Linked DNA regions of Mus musculus: all the other regions are linked to region 3. A link is a contact called in public ChIA-PET and HiChIP or PLAC-seq data. All regions are on one chromosome and are shown on one strand. Each heading gives the region's core, a stretch centred on a gene start, on an enhancer-like site or on the middle of the called end of the contact. The rest is flanking DNA. Distances are from core to core; before and after follow the strand shown.

Region 1 (3,723 bases), core at 907-3,406, 850 kb after region 3:
CAAGGAAACTGCCATGAATACTCCTGAATCCTGAAAACAGCTCATTGAGTGATTCTGGTAGAAGAGGACTTTGAAAACGAAATGCTACAGATTAGTAAATTGGAAGGTGACGTGGGATCCATGTAAGCAAATAAAATAAAATCCCCAGGAACCAGTAGAATGAGGCAAAGAACAAAATCCAGATGTGACAATGGAGTGAAGAAAACAAGTTGGTTCATAGGAAAAGCTAGTGGTTTAAGTAAGTGGTTTGAGAAATACTACTTACTACTAATGCTGATGGATAGAAATTGCTCTTTTACAGACCAAAGAGGGTACTGGGGATCAAATGCCAGGGCCTCACACAGACTAGTGAAGTATTTTACCATGAAGCTTATCCTGCCCCTAATACCAGCTCCCCCTCCCCCCCATTGTCTCATTTATTGGAAATTTTTACTGAACTATTCTGAAGAACAGAAGTTGTTTTGAGACAAGGTCTCACTGTGTACCTTTGGCGAACCTGGAACTCACAGGCCTCCTGCCTCAGCTCCCAAATGCTGGAATTAATTGTAGGTATGAGCCAGCATGTCCAATGTACTGGATAGTATTATATCAAGTTGACACAAGCTAGCAACATCTCAAAGGAGGAAACCTCAATTAAGAAAAGTCCTTTATTAGATCCAGCTGCTGAACATTTTCTTAATTAGTGATTGATGGAGCTTGGCCCATTGTGTGTGGTACCATCCCTGGGCTAGTGGTACTGGGCTCTGTATGAAAGCAGGCTGAGCCAGCCATGAGGAAAAGGTCAGTAAGTAAGCAGCACTCCGTCATGACCTCTGCATCAGCTCCTGCTTCGAGGCTCTTGCCCTGTTTGAGTTCCTGCTCCGACTTCCTTCAGTGATAAACAGTGATGTGTAAGCAAAAGCCAGATACATCCTTTCCTTTCTCACTTGGTTTGTGTCATGGAATTGCATCACAACAATAGTAACTCTAACTAGGACACCCAGCTGGGACTTGATTTAATCTTAATTTTTTATTATTATAGGCCAGGTCTTCTGTTGTGGCAAACAAGTAGAGATCAGACAAGAATTTGGGTGTAGAGTTGGTTTCTTTTTCCTTCTTTCTTAGTAAGAAACTCTGCTGAGCCTTCTTGCCTCCCCATATTTATTGGTTTTTGCTTGCTTGCTTGCTTGCTTGCTTGCTTGCTTGATGGCTTGCTTGATGGCTTGATGGCTTGCTTGATGGCCTGCTTGCTGTCTGTCTGTCTTGCTTGTTTTACTGTTATGAATAGGATTCTTCTCCTAAGCTTTCTTTTGAATGGCTCATGGTTCATACACAGAAATACCCTGGTTTTCATACTCCCAATTTTGTACTTGGCCACTTTATTTCATTTATTTTTTATTTTTATACTGTTTTGTTGTTGATGATGAGGGTTTAGGGTTTTTTTTTTTTTACATAAACAAGGATATTTCTTTTCTCCTTCCAATTCAAGAGACTTATTTCTTTTTCTGGTCCATTACTTCTGGTATGCCATGAACAGAAGCAAGCCTTGTGGGAACCTTGCTTCCTAGAGCCCTCACTTTGTAGAACCCTCACTTTTTAGAAGCCTCACTTTGGACCGGGCATGGCTTCAGCCACCCCAGTGAAAGCAATATTTCCTGTGATCTTTTGGATGTTGAACCTGCCTGGCATTTTCTGTGTGTGCTGAGATGATCATCAGTTTTTATCTCTTCTTTTGTGCCGTACTATGCTGGTTTACTTGTGATCAAGGAATACGGAGCAGCACCTATTTCAGGAAAAGAATCACAGATACTTTCTTAGCCTGGACTTTTGAGCTGACAAGCAGGGGGCTCTCCTTTGCCTTTTTGTTTGTTTCTGAATCTTCCTTCTTTGCTTCCTTCCATGTGAATGACACCGAAAGAGCAAGACAAGCTAAAGATGATACACAGTGGTTAAATCTCATCACGCAGTAGTCCAGAACCCTGTGAACAGAGTTAAGGGTTGAAGACGAACATGAAGTGAAGGGACTGTTCAAAGGAAAAGCATAATCAAGCAGGGTTTCTTTGAAGGAGGAATTCACTTATTTATTCAGTCATGGATATTTACTGAGGACATGTCATATACCCGAAGCACCTCTTGCAGCCAGCACAGTCCTCTGCAGGATGTGGTTACAGACTGCTACTTCCTGAGTCAGGTCAATAGCAGAGTTTCAGAGCTTTTGTATTAATGTGTCTCTAGCTCACAGTACAGTTGGACCAAGAATGGTGATTGAAGCAACATAGCTTTGGATACAGCAGAAAGCACGGTAGATCCGCTTGCAAGAGAGCCTGGCGTGAGAAAAGGCACTGGGATGGGCTGTGGCATGAGAATTGGGCTTTCAGGTCAGCCCACCTCATACTCAGCCAGACACAAGTTAAACCTCCCTAAGGAGGGGCCACCTACCTTTCTGTATAGTATCCATCCAGAGGTGTAGGTAGGTGACACTGTCTATGTAAAACTGCCTGTCCTTTGGGTTGTGTCATCTTATTATAAATCTGGCCAAGAGCATCCACTTCTAATATTTTGGACAAATGCATGGATTATACCAGAGGCTGGACAGGATATGCAAAGATGACAATGACACAGAGTCAGAGATGGCTCAGTATGTTAAAAGCAAACTGTCCCTGATGTGTTGACTCTTTCCCACAGAGAGAACCTTTGCTAATGTTTTCCATCACAAGGGAGATGTGATGACTTATCTTGGTTGTCTACCTAACAGGATCTGGAGTCACCAAGATCTGTTGAGACATTTACAGAAAGGATTAGCTAAGGAGAATTTTTATTTGAGATAACAGTGTCTTCCTCTAAGTGCTCTAGATCACAAAGAGATCTGAGAAAAGGACAGTGCTTCCTGTCAGGCCTGTCTTTTGATTCCTGATGAGTGAGGTTATCTATCCCTCCTCTTGTGGCTCCCACTTCCATCTCTGCAGACTTTTGCCACCACCTAGTACCTTGGACATTCTAACATAAAGAGTAGTAGCTACCCAGGAATCTTCCAGGCATTCACTGGGTTTCGATCCTTGACATCCAGCTTCATGGACTGAGCAGTAATTGGTGTCTCAGCTTCTCTAGCCTGCAGACACTCATATCAGCCATTCCAGTGAATCCCTTTCATAATGCTCTTCTTGAATCTCTTTCTGTTCTTCTAGACTCTGAATCTAGAGGATGGTGCCAAACAGAAGAGAAGTGATGTAATTAGATATTAAATAGATGGCAGAAAAAGACAAAGAGGCATAAATTAGAGGACAGACTGAAGATCATACAGGTCCTAAAGGCTCAGTCAAGGTGACTGGAGGATATAAAAAGAGCAAAAACCACTGTGAGAACAAAACCAGTTAGAGAGGCTGTGGAATCTCTGCCATTCGAGATTCCATTCAAAGAAGTACTTTAGCTTAGTGATGCAGAAGGAAAAAAAATCTCACAGGTGAAGATTCTTATGACTAAATGTTTAAAACACACACAGGTTTTAAGTTGAGAGGCACTTGAGGAACGATGCCTGCCATACACAGCATGGCCTTCCTGCTTCGTGACTGCCTCCTTTCAGCAGCCCTCCCTTTCCAGAAACAAGATTATGATTAACATGATGAAATGGATTTGACTGTGAACAAGATAATATTAAAAATCAACATGTTTCTACTAACAATAAAGGTTTTAAGAGAAGATTATTTATGTCTCCTGTGCTGTCTGGTTACTGTGCATTTTTTAAAA
Region 2 (3,828 bases), core at 836-3,335, 890 kb after region 3:
GTGTTTTTATGTACCAAACTATAGTATTCCTTTTTTCCTTGGAGACACACCTGCTAGGCCTGGAGCTTGCTATAGAGACCAGGCTGGTGTGATCCTCCAGGAGTTGCAGATCCTCCTGCCTCTGCCACCTAAGTGTTGAGGTTATAGTGCATGGTAAGTGTGCATGGCAGTTGCCTATTTCTCTGAATTTAAATAGGTTCTGGCAACCACAATCACCATTAGCAGGAAAACAGCATGCATTAGCATTTTCTCTAAGCATTGCTCCAGTTACCTGGCAACAGCCAGGTGTGTCTAAGCTCCTCCCCACAGTTACCTGGCAAAAGCCAGGTATGCCTGACCCAGTATAAAAGGAGCTGCTTGCCCCCTCCTCTCTCTCTTGCTCTTGCCTTCTTTCTCCCACTCTGTCTCCTTGCCCCCTCCCCCCCCCCAATCTCTCCACGTGCTCATGGCAGCCTCTGCTTCTTCTCTCTTCTCTTCTCTTCTCTTCTCTTCTCTTCTCTTCTCTTCTCTTCTCTTCTCTTCTCTTCTCTTCTCTTCTCTTCTCCCCTCCCCTCCCCTCCCCTCCCCTCCCCTCCCCTCCCCTCCTTTTCTCCCCTCTTCTCTTCTCCCCTCTTCTTCCCTCTTCTCTTCTCCCCTCTTTCCCCCTTTTCTCCTCCTCTCTCTCTCTCCCTGCCTTTCTCTGCCTCTACTAAGCTATCAACTCCCCTGCTCACACCCTGAATAATAAATTCTATACTATATTGTGTGTTTAGTCCCTCAGGGGGAAGGGATGCCTCAGCATGCGCCCGAGGAGGCACCTCCTTCCCCCACATCTCATCACATATCCACAAAACATATTCCCCTGCTCTTTATCTTTTTATAAACACAACAGCATGAGCACATGGAAATGAACCAAAATACAAAACTCTTGAGTGTTTATATGTTTTTGTTGTTTGAGTTTTTGTTTTGGTTTGGTGTTTGTTTGTTTGTTTGCCTTCATGTGGCAAGAGGACCAGGAGCTCAAATGTGATCATATTTATCCAACTTCCTCTGATGCATGTGGAGTAATTTTTCCAGTAGAGGATAAAAAAGAAAAGACATATATTTTCCCTGAACATTTTCTCTCTCTCTGAAGGATGAAATAGAGTTTATGAAGTCTTTCTTTACCTTCCTGTTTTCTCTTGAAGAATTACTTGTGCTGCAAGCAGACCTAATGCCAAGTCTGGCTAGTAAGCATCCTGTCAAAGACATCAGCATACAGCTCACTTGGGTCTTTAAACGGGGTCTGTGAGCATGAGCTGGCATGCAGTCCAAAGTATAGGACTAGACACATTTTAAAGGCCAGCCTGCTACTTGCTTTTGCTGTAGATAATTTCTGTTAATTTGGTCATGAAATAATTGAGCAATGCATATCTCAACTCAACCACATTCTTCAGTATGCCTGTGTTTACACTTGGCTTAGCTCTTGGAAAAACAACAGTACAGGATTTATGTTTTTGTGCTACATTAGCTTTCTCATTCCACAGAATATTACATTAGTTCATGAGACAAAACACATACACATATACATACACCCATATATACAAATGTATACACACATGTACATATACACAAATATATGCACACACTTATATACACATACACATATATACATACATAAACACATATATACACACATGTTCACATGCATATATCACACATATACATTCACAAACACACATGTATATATACATATATACTACACATTACACATACATGCACATATCACACATATCTAATACACACATATATGCATACATACATGCCCACATATACATATACATAGACACATAGGTACATACACACACCTATACAAACATATGCCCACATTCACACACACACTCATAGTCATCCTTTTACAGCAATTCAGTTTCTCCTCTGAGCTTAGCTATTGAGCCATTTGTAGGCCCCCCAAAGCCCTGCTCTTTCAGTGGCTATTCACAGTGGATTCAGGCTTGCTCCCCCGCGGACAGCAGATGGCTCGGCCTTGAATTTGCCCTTGGGCATGCTCCCATAGATCATGCATGCATCAAACCCAGCTCCAGAGCTATCACTTTAAAGAACAGCTTGCTTCCTCAGGAAGCTTTTGTGGTTGACCAAAATATGTGTTATTGTTCACAAACACCCCATGCAGTTATGTAGTTCTTTTTTTTTTTTTTTTTTTTAAAGAAAAAGTTCTTACTGACGACTATTATTTCTCTTTTATTTCTACTTTTCATGGTCCTTGGCAGGGACAAAAATTCCCTAAAGCGTCCTAACCAAATATGGCTTATATGCTGTGGCTAGATGCTCTGTGTAAACTGGAGAGAGCATCCTCAGCAGAAGCAAGAGGAACCTCACTGTGGCCCTGGCTCTGTGGTGATTCACAACCTCCTGCTGAGGCTTTCTTGTTGACTCTCCTTGCTTCACCTGCTCTGGTACCTTATTGAGGCGTTTAATTTCACATGCATAATGCTCTTTCTTCCTGTTGGCCAGAGCGTTGTTTTCTTTCAACAGCTTATTCTCCTTCTTCAGTGCCTGTAATTCTTTCCTTAGGCTGTCCTTTTCCTTCTGAAGAAAAGAACAAGAAAACAAGATCCAAATAAAAAAATTACCGAAGGGAACAGTAGGGCAGAAATCCTCAAACTGACTGCCTAGCTTAGTCATTCCCCAAGCAAGCAAAGGGAACCTGCAAGGCTTTCTCTAACAATCCCTTTGAGCATTATTCTCTGAATAGGGGACAGACAGGGGTACTGAGTGCATCAAAACTTAATGCGATTGTGGTGATGCTGGGGGTAAAAATTAAAGACCTTAATCCTCATATGCAGTAGTCAAATCAGTGGGTGTGGTATGTAATCTACTTCCTATTTCTAAGGAACTGGTTTAAAACATTTAAAAGGCCTGGTCTACAGAGTGAGTTCCAGGACAGCCAGGGCTATACAGAGAAACCCTGTCTCGAAAAAATAAAAATAAAATAAATAAAATAAAATAAAATAAAAAAGTAGGGGAAAAAATCACTGCAATAAACTGATACTAAATAGATCAAGGCCAATCCTTCACCATTCTATATCAAAGACAAGGACAGTAATTTTTAGAAAAATATGGAACTTCACTACAGGTAAATATTCAGAGTACAGCATTTTCATACAGATAAAAGGCAAAATTCCAGCCTCTCACCGGCTGTTGGTGCCTCAGACAATCTCCAAGAAGTTCACTGTTTTATATAACTGGGGCTCCTGACTTACGCCTCTCAGTTCTTCATTTCATACAATAGAAAATTTTGTCGAGTAAATTGGACCCTTAATGAGATTTCTGTCTAGAAAAATAAATATTATAGAATATAGCTAACTCAAGATTCGAAGTAGCTAACATATTGGTTAAAATGTCATTTCAGTCTTTATAATAACTTTCCAATCTAGTTATTATATTTAATAAATCAATCTCAAGCAACTTATTTTCTTTAAAAGGGAAAACATCTCATAGCACTTCCACTAACCCTTAGATGGGTTAATCATTTTCTATTTAACAGAGGTTAAGAGAATAGTATTGTATCACATCTATAAAAGGTTCCCAAGTACAGAAGGAAAAAAAAATATTGAAATTCCCAGCTAGGGTGTAGCTGGAGAAGGAAGTGAGTGTGTGCTGCATGGCAGAAAGGGAGCCCATAAAACCTTGCTTCCTGGTTCACACTGTCAGTAACCCGAGCTAGGTGGGCAAACCTGGGCTATGGTGTGGTGAATATGGCTCCTGGCCGGGAGTGAAGATGCTCAGAGAGACAACATGCATTCCCTTCCTTTGACTGTCAGACTACTGAGATAAGGTTCCTAAGGA
Region 3 (3,846 bases), core at 796-3,295:
GCATTCTTCACAGCATGTAAAATATCATTTATTTTTAGGTAGTCTCTGACATCTAGGATATATTATAAATAAGGTTATAATGTTAAAGGCAGTTGTTCTTTCCTTAAGTACTTGTTCAAATATTATATGAGAGAACCAAGAAAGAAATACAGACTGATGCAATTAGGGATGATTCTCAAACAGGAAAGAAAGAGGCCCATGGAAAAGATTTAGAATCTTGGAGGATGCTGTCAGCTTGGGTAAATGTCTGGGCTTTTTTTTTTTTTAAATGAATATGGAAGCAAAGATATAAACAGCCAAGATAAACACTTCTCATATTCTGTAAATGCCTATGAAAATAATGAGCATGTTGAGAACCCCGCTGAAGGGTTCAGTTACATTGACTCTGTTGTGTACCCAGGGCTGTGGCTTTGTAGTCTCTTCTCACCTCTACCTTTAGATGAAGACAGGTGTGTTTGTTTTGTTTTTTTTCAGTGTTAGTGGAAGAACTGAAGCACTTACCTCAACATGGAGTCTTATGGTCAGTCTGTGTGTGCCTATTCACCTGTGTACTGAATGGTTTCTATGGTCACCAAAGTCAAATCCATTTGAGTGAGATGAAAATTCTGACCTGACTTCACTGGTAACTCAACCATGTTCAAACTGTCAGTGTGAAAACGCAACATGTGGTTGCTGTAAGAGAAGCATCCTGTCATGGTTAGGCATGATCACTCTCCCCTAGATGGAAGTCATTATGAAACACACAGAACGTGGATTTCTTGTCAGTCCCTGCTCTGTGGCTCAGGCAGAGAAGTGTGCTGTAGTGACAGATTATGAGCATATCTGAGACACTTTCAAGAAAGCCTCAGATGATTGAGTTTTATGTTTCAAACAGCCCCACCTTGGTAAGAAAGAATAGCCTGAAGGTTTTGAATCTGGGTTGCTTTTATGTGTAAATTGGTATGGTACAGTCTGACTACTCTTAAGTTGTCACTAGAAATTATAGCTTAAGGTTTCTTTAAAGCCCATGATCTCTGCCAGGTTTAACAATACCCGAGTCATCTGGTGGCATAGGAGGCATTCAAAGTTCCTTTCAGTGGGGCCATTTTACATCTGAAGTCTAACTTGTAACGTCTTCACTCTCTCTAGTACAATGACATTTATGAGTAACAGCAAGCAGCCACAGGAAGCAGCAATGATGATCAGTAGTAAATCCACCTCTCTGACAACAAAAATAGTGACGTCATTGCCATATTAGTCTTATGAAGAAGAACATGCCGGGGTCTATACCTTTTCTACAGAAAGCAACCAAAGAAATTACTTTAGAAATAGACCCTAGGGCTGTAGACTGGGAGAGATCAAGCAATGTAGCTAATATTTCAAGGACCAGGGGGCAGTTCAGGAAGCTCTATAATGAAAAATAAAGAAATTGATATATAACAGTGACATTTAGTGTCTTTCCAAAATGGTTAAAGCCAACACTCTTAGCAGACTAAGGGGCCTACAGGTCGACATGGCCTGTCATAGGAAAATGTCACAGGCTGCGAGGCTGAAACAACCTAAATTTATTATCCCATTGTCATGGAGGCTAGAAGTGCAGATTAAGATCCAGCAGTGGCCGTTTCTGAGGATGATGCACATCTGGGCCTGAAGAGACTATTTCTAGCCGTCCTTATGTTAGGCAGGTGGACATCTTTAGTGTCTCTTCCTCTGTAATGACTCAGTTGCATCTGATAAATCTCCACCTTAATCAATAAGGGCAGGATATGGACGTAGGTAAGGCAGATTTAGAGTGAGCATTCTTCTCCTTGGGTCAAAGATGGAGATGTTCCTGGTCTTATTTCAGTTGAAGGCTAGAAATGCCGGGAGGATTTCTGGCCTCTGAATCCTGGACTAAGTTCTAAGTGATTTTAGGCTTACCTCTCTAGAATGGGGGATGTTAGAGTAGCCTTTGAGATCCCTGAAGCTTTAAACTCTGCTTTCCATTTCCCTCATAACACAAGAAAGGGGAACATCCTTTGTACTCTTTTAGATCTGGTCAACAGAGTGGTAATTCTGGTCTTGAGCAAAGACGTGTACATTTCCTCCCAGAAGCCCTCAGTGCAGCTACTCACAGAGCTGCTGCTGTGCAGCTGTGCTAAGTCTGACTGCTTTTTTTTGTTGTTGTTGTTTTTGTTTTTTCAAGACAGGGTTTCTCTGTGTAGCCCTGGCTGTCCTGGAACTCACTTTGTACACCAGGCTGGCCTCGAATTCAAAAATCCGCCTGCTTCTGCCTCCCAAGTGCTGGGATTAAAGGCGTGCACCACCACCGCCCAGCTCTGACTGCTTTTCTGAGTTAGGATTTTTTTTTTTATACTTTGAAAAAGTCTGTTTCTTAAACTGGCCAAAGTTCAAGTATGGCTTCTCTGGTACTTTGGGCTTTCTCACTCTTTCTCTCTTTAGGCTACCTCCACCTCTCCCCCTGCCTTTGCTGAGTAGTTGCTTGCTCTAGGTAGCTGCTTGAAGATGCCCAGTGCTGAATATCCTGTTCTAACACAAAAGGCATGGCATTTTCCATTTCTCCTCTCCTTATCCCAGTAGCTTCTTTACGCTGGTTTTTTTTTCTCTTAGATTTGAATAAAATTGTCTATGAGCTTCCTATTAAGTTGTTTTAAAATTCTTTTATCAATGAGACTAAAAGCCAAGTGAGGAGACCCCAGTTTCCCTAGTAGCATAGGGCCAGTGGTTTTGGGTGAGAAAATTATACAGAATAGTTTTATTTATTTATTTTTTAGATTTATTTACTTATTTCATATATGTGAGTATACCATCACTGTCTTCAGACACAACAGATGGGTTGCCCATTACAAATGCTTGTGAGTCACCATGTGGTTGCTGGGAATTGAACTCAGGACCTCTGGAAGAGCAGTCAGTGCTCTTACCCACTGAGCCATCTTTCCAGCCTTACAGAATAGTTTTACTAAATCCATATCAAAAATGATAATCTGAAAATATAAGAATTCCACTTTTTATTATTGTCCTGGCTTATTTGGTCATAGCCTATGCCATTCTCAGAAGAATTTTCTCCTTAGCAATTATTTTTAAACTTGTAATATATGTGTCTTACTTAGATTTTAAGTATTCAACATGTTTAAATTACCAAAATAATGTATCTTAAAACATAAAATAGAAATACCATGGGAAATATGTGCTAGGATATTTATATATGGAAACTTTGATTACCAGGTTACAAAAGACTGAAATTTCATTTGCTTATAGTCTATAATAACCATTTATGTTTATGTTCCTACTGGTTTAATATCTTCTCCTGACCCATTACATTCAGAGCCTGAGGTTTGTTTGTTTGTTTGTTTGTTTGTTTGTTTTTTAAACAAAGTCTTGATATTTGCCAGATGGAATTAGAAGTTGTTCTGGTCTAATTCTAATTGTCATAACCCACTTCACAATTCCATTATGGATGAGGTCATTAGTGAATAACATCATTCTCACTTGTTCCTAGACTGTAACAACGAAAAAGGCTTCTTTTCAGAATTAGTGCAGGACAGAGTTCCTAAATATCTCTCTCTCTCTCTCTCTCTCTCTCTCTCTCTCTCTCTCTCTCTCTTTCTCGCACACGCATGTGCACACAGACATATGTTTGTACATACAAACACAAACTATACAAGTTGAGTTGAAAACATTTGACTGGAGGAATGTCTATGTTGTGGGTGGTTATGAAATGCCACAGGCTTTAGGAAATAGTGAGCTGTGTAAAAGATTGGCCAGCAGAAAAGGAACAGGTCACCAAGAGTCACTGAATGAATTCTGCAGAGTTCAAAGCATTTAGCATCTCTTTTGCATTATTTACTCCTTCAGGTTCCTTGCAAG

Evidence for each region. ChIA-PET counts read pairs in DNA pulled down with a chosen protein or histone mark. HiChIP or PLAC-seq counts read pairs in DNA pulled down with a chosen protein or histone mark.
Region 1: a contact with region 3 is called in a BATF HiChIP or PLAC-seq map of CD8 T cells, with 5 read pairs. The contact joins two enhancer-like sites. A contact is called at or near these places in 1 of 15 datasets of contacts at CTCF or cohesin (pro-B cells), 1 of 484 Hi-C or Micro-C datasets (bone marrow-derived macrophages) and 3 of 115 datasets of contacts at active chromatin or transcription factors (CD8 T cells, double positive thymocytes and thymic regulatory T cells).
Region 2: a contact with region 3 is called in an RNA polymerase II ChIA-PET map of memory CD8 T cells, with 10 times the contacts expected there. The contact joins two enhancer-like sites. A contact is called at or near these places in 9 of 39 promoter capture datasets (the 3T3-L1 cell line, 3T3-L1-derived adipocytes, cranial neural crest and 6 more) and 3 of 115 datasets of contacts at active chromatin or transcription factors (T-cell acute lymphoblastic leukemia, cardiomyocytes and memory CD8 T cells).

What each region holds. Positions count from the first base shown.
Region 1 is chr6:65,646,349-65,650,071 of GRCm38.p6, reverse strand. No RefSeq gene overlaps it. Among named protein-coding and RNA genes, the nearest start is that of Gm36144, 23 kb to the left of the region's middle. Within about 2 kb of position 2,156, at least 36 of the 459 cell types and tissues checked have an H3K27ac peak or open chromatin away from gene starts, as enhancers often do. A contact at or near this core is called in CD8 T cells, where this site is marked.
Region 2 is chr6:65,598,553-65,602,380 of GRCm38.p6, reverse strand. Tnip3 (TNFAIP3 interacting protein 3) reads right to left here. Exons shown (of 8, transcript NM_001001495.2): 5 at 2,440-2,568. Among named protein-coding and RNA genes, the nearest start is that of Tnip3, 10 kb to the right of the region's middle. Within about 2 kb of position 2,085, at least 77 of the 459 cell types and tissues checked have an H3K27ac peak or open chromatin away from gene starts, as enhancers often do. A contact at or near this core is called in memory CD8 T cells, where this site is marked.
Region 3 is chr6:66,492,095-66,495,940 of GRCm38.p6, reverse strand. It overlaps the pseudogene Gm19764. Among named protein-coding and RNA genes, the nearest start is that of 2610300M13Rik, 28 kb to the right of the region's middle. Within about 2 kb of position 2,045, at least 23 of the 459 cell types and tissues checked have an H3K27ac peak or open chromatin away from gene starts, as enhancers often do. A contact at or near this core is called in CD8 T cells and memory CD8 T cells, where this site is marked.